2 separate regions of the Pan troglodytes genome follow, and region 1 is linked to region 2. Evidence: chromatin contacts called from public Hi-C data. All regions are on one chromosome and are shown on one strand. The core of a region is the stretch at or near the end of the contact, and the rest is flanking DNA. Distances in the headings are between cores, read along the strand shown. Region 1 overlaps IGF2R (insulin like growth factor 2 receptor). Region 2 has its middle 25 kb from the start of MAS1.

What was found. Hi-C and Micro-C count contacts between places; a contact is called where the count stands out from the background.
Region 1: a contact with region 2 is called in a Hi-C map of induced pluripotent stem cells, with 1.7 times the contacts expected there. The contact joins two enhancer-like sites. A contact is called at or near these places in 2 of 7 Hi-C or Micro-C datasets (induced pluripotent stem cells and stem cell-derived neural progenitor cells).

What each region holds. Positions count from the first base shown.
Region 1 is chr5:172,134,459-172,140,693 of NHGRI_mPanTro3-v2.0_pri, forward strand. It overlaps IGF2R (insulin like growth factor 2 receptor), which reads left to right. Exons shown (of 48, transcript XM_016956572.4): 46 at 2,753-2,905; 47 at 3,972-4,041; 48 at 4,893-6,235. The coding sequence ends at 5,303. Among named protein-coding and RNA genes, the nearest start is that of SLC22A1, 11 kb to the right of the region's middle. Within about 2 kb of position 3,748, at least 2 of the 24 cell types and tissues checked have an H3K27ac peak or open chromatin away from gene starts, as enhancers often do. A contact at or near this core is called in induced pluripotent stem cells, where this site is marked.
Region 2 is chr5:171,894,669-171,901,016 of NHGRI_mPanTro3-v2.0_pri, forward strand. No RefSeq gene overlaps it. Among named protein-coding and RNA genes, the nearest start is that of MAS1, 25 kb to the right of the region's middle. Within about 2 kb of position 3,708, at least 1 of the 24 cell types and tissues checked has an H3K27ac peak or open chromatin away from gene starts, as enhancers often do. A contact at or near this core is called in induced pluripotent stem cells, where this site is marked.

The sequences.
Region 1 (6,235 bases), core at 2,498-4,997, 240 kb after region 2:
CAGTTTTGAAGGAAATGATGTCATTCGAGGACCTCCTGTAGTCGCTTCACGGAAGGTTGCAGTTTGAAGGAAACTGTCAGCAACCCTATGAGGACACACTGTACTGGACAACGGTGGTGTCTAAGCTGAGAGGGGTGGCAGAATTCCCAGCTTTTAAAATTTCTTACAGTGATAGCATCATATGAAAGTAAACCATTTTCTTGAAAGAAATGAAGGAAGAAAAGGTAGAGTTCCTAATTGTTTGGAAGACATACTGTTAGACTTCCTGTCTTAGTATGCATGCCAGTATTTTAAGAATAACCACTAAAATAATATAAATATAGTATGTAACTTCCAAAACAGCGGAGAAGAAAAGGAGAAGTAAAAATACTTAAATCCCCAAAGAAGACAAGGAGAAAAATAAAACAAAAATCAGACAAGTAGAAATTTCAGCCCAGTATGGTAGAAATAAATCTAAATATATCTATAATCATAAATATAGCTTGACTAAACTTGTCAGCCAGAAAACAAGTTGTCAAACTGGATTTCAAAAACAACTCTGTTTACAGGGAACATGCCTAAAACAAGGATACAGAAAAGACCAAAGTCAAAGGAGAAGAAAAGATATACCAGAAAATAATCTGAAAGAAAGCTGCAGTAGTTATGTTAATATAAGATAAAATAGGATATTAAAGAAAAATATTAGGGATAAAGAATAAAGAGGGTCATTATAATTTTAAAAGGGCTAATTTCCTAGGAAGATACAAGAATCCTAAACTTCCATCTACCTAATAAAAAAGCCTTGATATGTAAAGCAGAAGTTGACAAAACCACACACAAGAAACAAGCTTAGTGATTGCTGGGTTGAGTAGACAAAGAGTAAAGCTTTTTTTGGAAGATTGAGACAGCACAGTGAAAAGCAAGATTTAATAGACATGCGCAGAACACTGTTCCCTGCGTTGAGAGAACACTGTTTGCCCAAGCTTACATCAAACACTTAGAAAACTTTAGCAAAAATTAACCACAAAGCAGGCAAGTCAGCAATTTCCTTTTTTTTTTTTTGGAGACAGAGACTTGCTCTTTTGCCCAGGTTGGAGTGTAGTGGCGCGATCTTGGCTCACTGCAACCTCTGCTTCCCAGATTCAAGTGATTCTCATGCCTCAGCCTCCTGAGTAGCTGGGATTATGGGCGTGTGCCACTACCTCCTGGCTAATTTTTGTATTTTTAGTAGAGATGGGGTTTCACCATGTTGGCCAGGCTGGTCTCAAACTCCTGACCTCAGGTGATCCACCTGCCTCAGCCTCCCAGAGTGCTGGGATTACAGGCATGAGCCACTGTGCTCGGCCTAAGTCAGCAGATTTCTGACTGATGCAATTAACTACATACATGATGCAATTAAGTTAGGAACAAAGAACAAACAACTGAAACATAGAAATACGTTTGAAGACTAAAACTCACTTCTGAATAATCCATGGTCCAAAGAAGAAATCAAAGGTAGAAGGTAAAATATGCTTAGAACTGAGTGATGATGTGTCTCTTGGATGCATTTCGAGTGGTCCTGAGTGGCTGGAGCTGCTTCTGGGTGAGTGGGTTTCTGGCTTGGAGGGAGAGGTCTGCATAGCTCTCAGACCTGTCTGTGGAGTCTGGTGGTGCTTCTTTCTGAGCAGAGGTCAACCCTTGCAGGCCCACCTAGAACTGGACGCCAGGCTGTCCCTGTGGTTTCTTGTCTTGCTGATGTTTTAGATTGTTTGGCTTAAGCTGAACTTTGAGGGCAGCAGCCCTTGCAGCTGGGCCGCGGGTTGGCCTGTTGCCCTCAACCTCAGTTCTTTGAGCAGCCGGCATCTTCAGCAGCACAAGATGCGCCCCGCTGGGGTTGCCTCTTATCTCCAGCAGCACAGGAGGAATTTCTGTTTATGTGATCCTGTTCCTGTGTGTGTGGCCCCAAGTGACAGAGGGCCAGAGAGATTAGAAGTGTCAAGTCGTTACACTCTTGAGTGTCATGTTTCTCCCTAAGCGCAAAGGGAAGTCTCCGTGGTTGTTTCTCATTTTCTATTATTGTCCCAACTCTGCTTGAGTGTTCGATGTCATGGAAACGCACTGCTTTTTCCCACAAGTGTGCATGTGGGTCTTGGGTGGGAATGGTGAACTCTGCTGGTGAGGCAGCTGGTGTGCTCGAGAGCCTTCTCCTGGGATGGAGCAGGCTTGGAGAGAGGAGACCCGTCAGGGGCTGTGCTGGGCTCTGCTGTTCCCTGGGCCCCACCCTGGTCTGTGGCCGCCCCTGGGCCCCGTCCTGGCCTGTTTCTAAGGCCCCCTGGGCCCCTTTCGTGTGGACATGGTGTCTCACGGTGGGCTGCGCTCACTGCTTCCAGAAGAAATTCTGAGAGGAGAGAGCTCTGACCCTGGAGAGAAGTGTGGTGCTTCGGGACAGCCTCTGCCCCAGCCTAGTCCTGCCGTGGATTGGGCCACCTAGAGGGGGCCGCGTCCCTCCTGCCCGTCTCCTCTGTGTTTGGGTGAATGATAGTTCATGGAGCTGGAAGCAGTGCCTTCTTGTCTCCTTTCTGACAACCCTGCCACAAACTCATCATCAGGAACTTTTTGCAACCCTTTTCCATGTGGAGTGGGCCTTGTGGCCTTGTTTTCTGGGCAGGAGTAAGAATCACATGGTGTTGGGAAAGTCAGAGCTGCTCTTGCCTTTGGGACTCAGGTCTCAGGTTGTGGCTGTGGCAGCAGGACCACCCTGTGACACGGCTCCTTTTCTGTGACGTCCTTGCAGGGTGGGCTTTGACAGCGAGAATCCTGGGGACGACGGGCAGATGCACAAGGGGCTGTCAGAGCGGAGCCAGGCAGTCGGCGCGGTGCTCAGCCTGCTGCTGGTGGCGCTCACCTGCTGCCTGCTGGCCCTGTTGCTCTACAAGAAGGAGAGGAGGTAAGCGGGTGGCAGGGCGAGGTGGGGCGGGTGGATGCATGCCTCCCACAGCTAATCTTGGGGTCAGTTTTGTGGGGTTTTACTTATTTGTTTTTAAGCCCTACAACAGCAAAGGCTCGAGGTTCTTAGTTCAAAACTCTCTGGAAGCAGTCCCCAGCGTTGTGGTTTTTAAATGCCTGCATTTCTGTCTGACCAAGGCCGAGGCCCTCGCACATCACCCACGCCTGCGGCTTCTAGGACCGTGGTCTTTTGTGTCCAAAGATGAGTAGAACATTAAACGGCACCTTTCATGGGTGCCTTTTCCCACTGAGCAGCTGACCCCTCTGCCCTCCTCACGTCATAAATGCAGGAGTTTATTAAGCGCCTGCTATGTACCAGGTATGATGCCATCCTTTTGCCCCACTTTGCTGGGTGAAAGGACTCTCCATGTGACGGTCAAGCAGATTTTCACGTCAGGTGTCAGTGTTAGTGGCTCTGACCTGGGGGCAGGAGCTGGCCAGCTCAGGCATTCCCTGCTGCCACTGTCATTTGCCAGCTGAGCCACAGGCCAATGAGAGAGGTGGTCAGAAAGTACCGACCGTGGAGGCTGCAGTGAGCCAAGATCTCACCACTGCACTCTAGCCTGGGCAACAGAGTGAGACTCTGTCCAAAAAAAAAAAGTACCGATTGTGGCCCTCTACACCCAAAATGCAGAATGGGGCAGAAGAAGGTCTGGGCCGGGAAGGGCATGTGATGTCCGTCTCTGCGAGCCACCATTGGGCAGGCTTAGTGGCCAGGGACCGGTGTGGTCCTGTTAGTCATATGTGAAAACGTCCTTGCCCAAATGTTAAGTTGCTCTAGAGGGCCCTCTGCTGTTGGATTCCAAAGCCCATGTTCTTTCCACTCAATCACAACAAATACATTAGGGTATAACCTGTCACGGCTACTCATTTGTCACTCAGAATGTGGGAGAAATGCAGCCGCCACCAGCCCCCTGGTGGTGCAGATGGGGGTGGGGCTGGCAGGGGTGGGGCTCCTGCCCATGCCCTCTCTACCCTGGAGTAATTATTGTCTCCTATTTTTATAGGGAAACAGTGATAAGTAAGCTGACCACTTGCTGTAGGAGAAGTTCCAACGTGTCCTACAAATACTCAAAGGTAATTTTCTGTGGCGAGCCTCCTGAGGGCCTGCCTCCCCGGCCCCCCGTGCTGCGCTGTCCATGTCGTTCTCATCAGGGGTGCCAAGGAAAGCAGTCACAGGCTGACTGGAATCCAGAAAGGAAAGCAACACCCGTTGCCTCAGCCGCTTACCCCAGCACATTTTTTTGTTATTTTTTTCCCTCAAGTTTCTCTCGTGGTTACAACTGATTTCCTTGAAGTATTTAATAATTAGGTTGTTTCCACTGTTTTTGGCTGTTCTTTAAAAAAAAAAAAACACACACAGTAGTGAAGATAGTTGTGCATGTAGCATTTGGATGATTTCTTTCAGATAAATTTCCAGAAAAGAGGCATTATCTGGATCAAAGGACATAATGTTTGTGGTCTGGATGGGTAGTGATGAATTGCTCTCTAAAACTAGGCTTTTGACTCGAGTCCCTCCTTTGACATTCCTCCCCTGCCATGCAGTGGGCACCTTCCAGTCTCTGAGTAGCCCGGAAGAGCCCCTTCTCCCCCAGCGCAGCTGGGGCATCACTGGTCTGCTTTTCAGGTCCAGGCCATCCCGAACGCCTTCTGCTTGGTCCCACCCTTGGCTGTGAGACTCCTGCCAAATGACCCCACTGCTACCCTCCCAAACCCTCCTGCCTTGGTGCAGTCTCATTAGGAACAGGAAGGTGTTGTCAGCCCTCGTCTTCCTTTCCCTGGGAACTGGAGATGCAGTGACTGTGAGGACAGTGGGCCAGTTCTTCCCCAGCTCGTGCCAGCAGAGAGCATCCCTGATGTGGTGGATGGTGGAGCAGAATGGGGTCTCTGAGGGGGCTCACGTGGTCTCTGCTGTTGATCCCTGGCAGGTGAATAAGGAAGAAGAGACAGATGAGAACGAAACAGAGTGGCTGATGGAAGAGATCCAGCTGCCTCCTCCACGGCAGGGAAAGGAAGGGCAGGAGAACGGCCATATTACCACCAAGTCAGTGAAAGCCCTCAGCTCCCTGCATGGGGATGACCAGGACAGTGAGGATGAGGTTCTGACCATCCCAGAGGTGAAAGTTCACTCGGGCAGGGGAGCTGGGGCAGAGAGCTCCCACCCGGTGAGAAACGCACAGAGCAATGCCCTTCAGGAGCGTGAGGACGATAGGGTGGGGCTGGTCAGGGGTGAGAAGGCGAGGAAAGGGAAGTCCAGCTCTGCACAGCAGAAGACAGTGAGCTCCACCAAGCTGGTGTCCTTCCATGACGACAGCGACGAGGACCTCTTACACATCTGACTCCGCAGTGCCTGCAGGGGAGCACGGAGCCGCGGGACAGCCAAGCACCTCCAACCAAATAAGACTTCCACTCGATGATGCTTCTATAATTTTGCCTTTAACAGAAACTTTCAAAAGGGAAGAGTTGTTGTGATGGGGGAGAGGGTGAAGGAGGTCAGGCCCCACTCCTTCCTGATTGTTTACAGTCATTGGAATAAGGCATGGCTCAGATCGGCCACAGGGCGGTACCTTGTGCCCAGGGTTTTGCCCCAAGTCCTCATTTAAAAGCATAAGGCCGGACGCATCTCAAAACAGAGGGCTGCATTCGAAGAAACCCTTGCTGCTTTAGGCCCGATAGGGTATTTGACCCCGATATATTTTAGCATTTTAATTCTCTCCCCCTATTTATTGACTTTGACAATTACTCAGGTTTGAGAAAAAGGAAAAAAAAACAGCCACAGTTTCTTCCTGCCGGCAGGGGTGTGATGCACCAGTTTGTCCATCTTGAGATGGTGAGGCTGTCAGTGTATGGGGCAGTTTCCGGTGGGATTTTGAACTGGTCATTAATGTGTCCCCTGAGTTGGAGCTCATTCTGTCTCTTTTCTCTTTTGCTTTCTGTTTCTTAAGGGCACACACACGTGCGTGCGCGCACACACACACATATGTGCACAGGGTCCCCGAGTGCCTAGGTTTTGGAGAGTTTGCCTGTTCTATGCCTTTAGTCAGGAATGGCTGCACCTTTTTGCATGACATCTTCAAGCCTGGGCGTACAGAGCACATTTGTCAGTATTTCTGCCGGCTGGTGAATTCAAACAACCTGCCCAAAGATTGATTTGTGTGTTTGTGTGTGTGTGTGTGTGTGTGAGTGGAGTTGAGGTGTCAGAGAAAATGAATTTTTTCCAGATTTGGGGTATAGGTCTCATCTCTTCAGGTTCTCATGATACCACCTTTAC
Region 2 (6,348 bases), core at 2,458-4,957:
TTGTTGGTAGAACTTGGGTTCTTGTAGTTGTAGGGCTGAGGTTCCCACCTCCTAGGGGGTGCCCCCCATTTCCTGGCAGGTGGCCCTCTCCACCTGGGTAGTTTGTTTCTTCAAGGCCAGAAGGAGAAGGGGAGTATCTGCTGTGCTTCCTGTGTCTTACCTCTAGACACACCAGGACAACATCCCTTTTGATCAACTCAAAGTTAACTGATGAGGGGCCACACTCCAGGGGAGGGAATGCTATAAGGTATGTACACCAGGGGGCGGGAATTGGAGGCTACCTTAGGATCCTTCAGCCCACAGTACCCTCATGTGCTCTTCTCATGCATCTCTGATTACAGCCTCTTGTTCTCTCTCCCCAAATTTTGTCCCTAGTTCTTGTCTGGCAACATTACCTCTCCTATCCTTTCTGTCTTTTCACTTCATCTTAGTGGTTCTTTTTTTTTTCTTTTTTTTTTTGCAGGTTGGGGGGCATGAATGTTTGTGGTTCGTTTACGATGTTTAACTCAAAGTCCTTGAGCAGTTAAATTTTTGAAGGTGTGAGTTTTTTCTTAATGAGTAATGCAGAGTGTTTCAATGCAACACACTCTTGTCTGAGAATTTATCGCTGAACAGCCTACTGAACAACTTTTAGATAAAACCTACCTGAGGGAAAAAAATTCAAGTCACCACTTGATGGCACCAAAAAACAAGGAATTTAAAGGGGCTTCTCTGCCTGCTGACGTGTCACATAGAGCTTCATTTTCCCAAATGTGAGGGAGAAATGCTATTTATTTATTTATTTAGAGACGGGGTCTGGCTCTGTTGCCCTGGCTGGAGTGCAGTGGTGCGATCACAGCTCACTGCAGCCTCGACTTCCTGGGCTCAAGCAATCCTCCCACCTCAGCCTCCTGAGTAGCTGGGACTACAGGCACACACAACCATGTCTGCCTAATTTTTTTCTATTTTTTGTAGAGACACAGTCTCGCTATAATGCTGGTCTCTAACTCTTGGGCTCAAGTGAACCTCCCATTTTAGCCTCCCAAAGTGCTGGGATTACAGGCCTGAGCCACCGTGCCTGCCTGGGGATGCTATTCTTTGAGATACGTGTTGATAAGCTTTTGTTAGAAGAGCTTGTTACCGTGGTCTTTACCCTGAGGCTGAGGCTCCCTCCCCTGAGAAGCTGCACCACCTGGGACAGATATAATTGCCTGGCTGGAGTCTCACACAGGGTTTTATTTTTTATTTTTAATTTTTAAAAAATTTATTATTATTATACTTTAAGTTCTAGGGTACATGTGCACAACGTGCAGGTTTGTTACATATGTATACATGTGCCATGTTGGTGTGCTGCACCCATTAACTCGTCATTTAGCATTAGGTATATCTCCTAATGCTATCCCTACCCCCGCCCCCCACCCCACAACTGTCCCCGGTGTGTGATGTTCCCCTTCCTGTGTCCATGTATTCTCATTGTTCAATTCCCACCTGTGAGTGAGAACATGCGGTGTTTGGTTTTTTGTCCTTGCGATAGTTTGCTGAGAATGATGGTTTCCAGTTTCATCCATGTCCCTACAAAGGACATGAACTCATCATTTTTTATGGCTGCATAGTATTCCATGGTGTATATGTGCCACATTTTCTTAATCCAGTCTATCGTTGTTGGACAGTTAGGTTGGTTCCAAGTCTTTGCTATTGTGAATAGTGCCACTATAAACATATGTCACACAGGGTTTTTAAAAAGTTCATTGCAGCTGGGCATGGTGGCTCACACCTGTAATTCCAGCACTTTGGGAGGCCGAGGCGGGCCGATCATGAGGTCAAGAGATCAAGACCAGGACATGGATGAAGCTGGAAACCATCATTCTCAGCAAACTATCGCAAGGACAGAAAACCAAACACCACATGTTCTCACTCATAGTGGGAGCTGAACAATGAGAACACATGGACACAGGGAGGGGAACATCACACACTGGGGCCTGTGGGGGAATGGGGGGGCTGGGGAGGGATGGCATTAGGAGAAATACCTAATGTAGGTGACAGGTTGATGGGTGCAGAAAACCACCATGGCACATGTATACCTATGTAACATAACTGCACATTCTGCACATGTACCCCAGAACTTAAAGTATAATAATAATAATTAATAATAATAATAAGAGATCGAGACCATCCTGGCCAACATGGTGAAACCCCCTTCTACTAAAAATCCAAAAATTGGCAGGAGACTTGCTTGAACCCGGGAGGCAGAGGTTGCAGTGAGCCGAGATCATGCCACTGCACTCCAGCCTGGCAACAGAGTGAGACTCCGTCTCAAAAAAAAAAAGTTCATTGCAGATACCACTGAAGGACAGGAGTTCTGGGAACTTCTGAGACCGAGCTGTAAATATCAGAATGTCTGGCCTGAAGGACTAAAGCACGGAGTGTTAATTTTCAGACAGACTGTGGGGATGCGGGGTGAGGAGGGGAAGAGGTCCTAGAAAGGGAAAACCAACTGTGCTTCCTTCTACTGTCACACACTTCACATCAGACACCAAATAGGCAGGGTTTTCTGACACCAACCAATTCTCCATTTTTCTGTGGATGCCAGCTGGATGTCCTACGATTTAATCCAGTTCTGACACCATCTGCCTGGAGTTAGCATCGGATCTCACAGGTGGAGGGCTCAGCCCCACAAGGCTGCCCTGCTTCAGATGCCAATCGCAGGTCCGGGCCTCCCTTCTGACTCCTGACTGGCCGGCTATGAACTGTGGATTCCCACAGCCCCCTCCTTGAATTCGATCGTTTGCTAGAATGGCTCACGGAACTCAGGGAAACACTTTACTTTTGTTTACCTGTTTATTATGGAGAATACAACTTAGGAACAGCCAAATCGCACTGGGCAAGGAGGGGAAAGGGGCACGAAGGCCCAGCACTTCCGTGTGTTCATCAACCCAGAAGCTCTGAGAACTACGTCCTTTTGGGTTTTTACAGAGGCCTCATTACATAGACACGATTGATTCCAACATTGCCTCCTCAGAGGCTGGGGAGTGGGGCTGAAAGTTCCAGTCTCCTCATCATCTGGTTGGTTTCTCTGGTAATCAACCCCAACCTTAGGCCTTTCCAAAAGTCACTTCACTCACACAAACTCATGAAGCAAGAATAGCCTCCCTACAAGCAACAAGAGATGCTCCTTTTTCACCTTTGTAGCTCCAGAGCTGTTCAGGAACTGGAGACAAAACCTAAATATTGTAACAAAAGCTGCTCCTGTCATTCTTATCACTTAGAAAAGTACAAGAGTTTTAGGAGCTGTGGCTGGGAGCCAGGGACAACACCACAATGCGTGTTGTTTTTTTTTTTTTCGAGACGGAGTTTCGCTCTGTCGCCCAGACTGGAGTGCACTGGTACAATCTCGGCTCACCTCAACCTCTGCCTCCTGGGTTCAAGCGATTCTCCTGCCTCAGCCTCTTGAATAGCTGGGATTACAGGTACCCGACACCACGCCCGGCTAATTTTTGTATTTTTAGTAGAGACGGGGTTTCACCATGTTGGCCAGCCTGATCTTGAACTCCTGATCTCGTATTTCTTATGATCCCACAGTATCACCAGAGCCTGCTAGTGCTGCCAGTAGGCCCTGGAGAAAGGAGGCCGAGGTGGACTGGGTGCAGACCCTCCCCATGCTCAGACTCCAGGGTGGTCGGCCCAGAAGCTTCCAGAGCCTGGAGGTGAGGCAGCAGTGTTCTGCTTCCTGCCTGGAAGGCCAGTGGGGGGGGCTGAGGAGCCTTGAGTCCCTGGGTGGCCGCAGGCTGGTGGAGTGTGTGTTGGCAGGAGCCTGCAACAGCGTCCTGGGAGGCTGCATCTGCCACAATTCACAGAGAAGATGCACACAAGCTCCCCTGTATCACTGTGCGGGGGCTTGGGAGGTGGCCGGGAACGAAGTGCTCGTGTGACTGTCTTGGAGAGATGTCGGGTGGGGCAGGGGTTGTCTCAAAGCCAGGAGAGACAGCTGAGGGAGAGCAAGGCCTGGAAACGGGCACCTTAGGCCTGCCTGTCACCTCAACTGCAGGGGCCACGCTGCCCAGGGCCTGGCTGTGCCTGGGGTCTGCCTCTGCCCAGCTTCCTGGGGGCTCCCTCCAGGGTGCTGCAGAGGTGTGGGGCCGGCCTGGTTCCTGGGACACCGCTGACAGCCAGCCCGGGCTCAGGGACGCCTTGTGGCCTCTTGGAGCCTTCCCTGGGCCACAGGCAGGCCAGTCCCCCTCACCAGCCCTAACGCTTCCTGCCCCTGCCCCTGGCAGGCCTCTCCGGCTCTCTGGGTCCTGCGCGTTCAGCCGCCTCTGTGTAAGCGCCCTGAGGACCAGGTCTCCAAAGCCCCTGATGCCACAGGCGCCCCCGCAATGCATGCAGGCCCAGCATGCAGGCCTCTGATCTGCAAAGGGGAAAGGAGAGGAAAGATTTCAGAGAGAACAGCCCTGCATGGAGTTGGAACCTTGAAATGACTGAATTTAGAACCAGAGTTGCCTGCTTACCGGAAAGGAGCTACTCAAACAGAAGAGACAGAGTGACATTGAGGTGCCAAGATGAAGTATGTTTCCCGAACAAAGTGGGTATAGGAATTTGAGAGCAAATAGCTCCACTCTAGAAAATTAAAGACGGGCGTATTTCTGCATATCGGGGCCAGAGTGAAGGAACCTCCGCCGGCTTCACTGCACATTAAAGATCCCCCTGGGCTGCTCTTGCCTCATGAGTCTGATGCCCCCTGAGCAACCTCTCACCCTTCGGCACTGCTCAGGTGGGCTCTGTGCTGCTGTGCAGTGGAGCAGGTGGGAAAGGAATCCGCTGTCCCTCCAAAATTCACGTTTACCCAGAACCTCAGAATGTGAGTTTGTTTGGAAATAAGCTCCTTGCAGATGTGATTAAGGCTCCAGCTGAGGTTATACTGGATTAGGGCAGGCCCTAAATCCAAGGAGAGAGCCTTGTAAGAGACAGAAAAAGACATACAGAGACAAGAGGAAAGAGGCCAGGGAGATGGGGCAGAGACTGGAGTGATGCTGCCACGAGCCAAGGAATGCTGGAAGCCACCAGAAGTGGGAGGGGGTGAGGAAGACCCTTCCCTAGAGACTTCAGCGGGACCATGGCACTGCTGATAGCTTAGTGTTGGGCTGCTGGCCTCCAGAACTATGAAAGTAAATTTATGTTATTTTAAGCCACCCAGCTTGAGGTAATTCTTATGGCAGCCCTACAGAGCAAATACACTTCTCTGACACAATTATGGTGATAAGAACTGGCCCAACCCTAACAATGTGGGGTCTGGCATAAGAGTACACATCTCCCATATCTAAATATTTAAAACCACATACTGCTCTTCATATCCGTTAGGATGGCTATTATTTAAAAGAACCCCCACAAACACAAAATAACAGGTGTCGGTGAGAATGTGGAGAAATTGGAAATCTCCTGAATTGCTGGTGGGATTGTAAAACGGTGCAGCCACTGTAGAAAACAGTTCTCCAAATAGTTAAACATAGATTCCCATTTGATTCCCTAGTTACACTTCGGGTATGTACCCAAAAGAATTGAAGGCAGGAACTTGAACAGATACTTGTACACCAAGGATCATAGCAGCCCTGATTCACACTAGCTGAAAGGTGGAAACGACCCAATTGCCCATGATGGAGGAATGGATACACAAAACGTGGTATGTAGCTACAATGGGACATTATTCAGCCATAGAAAGGAAGGAAATTCTGACACATTGATACATGTGATCTGACACATTGACACACATTGATACACCTCCTTGGTTAAATTTATTCCTATAATATGGATGAACCGTGAAACCGTTATGCTGAGTGAAATAAGCCAGAGAGAAAAGGAAAAATAAATATGATTCCACTTGCATGAGGAACCTAGAATAGGCAAATACATAGAGAGAGAAAATACAATGGTGGTTACCAGGGGCTGGGGAGAGAAGAACGGGGAGTTAGTGTTTAATGGGCACTAAGTTTCTGTTAGGAATGATGAAAAGTTCTGGAAATGGATAGTGGTGTTGATTGTACAACATTGTCATTATACTTAATGCCCCTGAATTGTACTCTTAAAAATGGTTAAAATGGTAAATTGCATTTTATGTATATTTTACCACAATAAAAAAGTTTAAAACAAGCTACTAAACTGTTAAATAAAATGTTCTATTCTTTACCTTGACCAATATACATTTTTCATTTATAATTATTTTTATTTATTTATTTATTTACTGATTTTGAGATAGAGCCTTGCTCTGTTGCCCAGGCTGGAGGGCACAATCTCTGCTCACTGCAACCTCTGATTCCCAGGTTCAAGCAATTCTCATGCCTCAGCCACCCGAGTAGCTGGGATTACAGGCATGTGCCA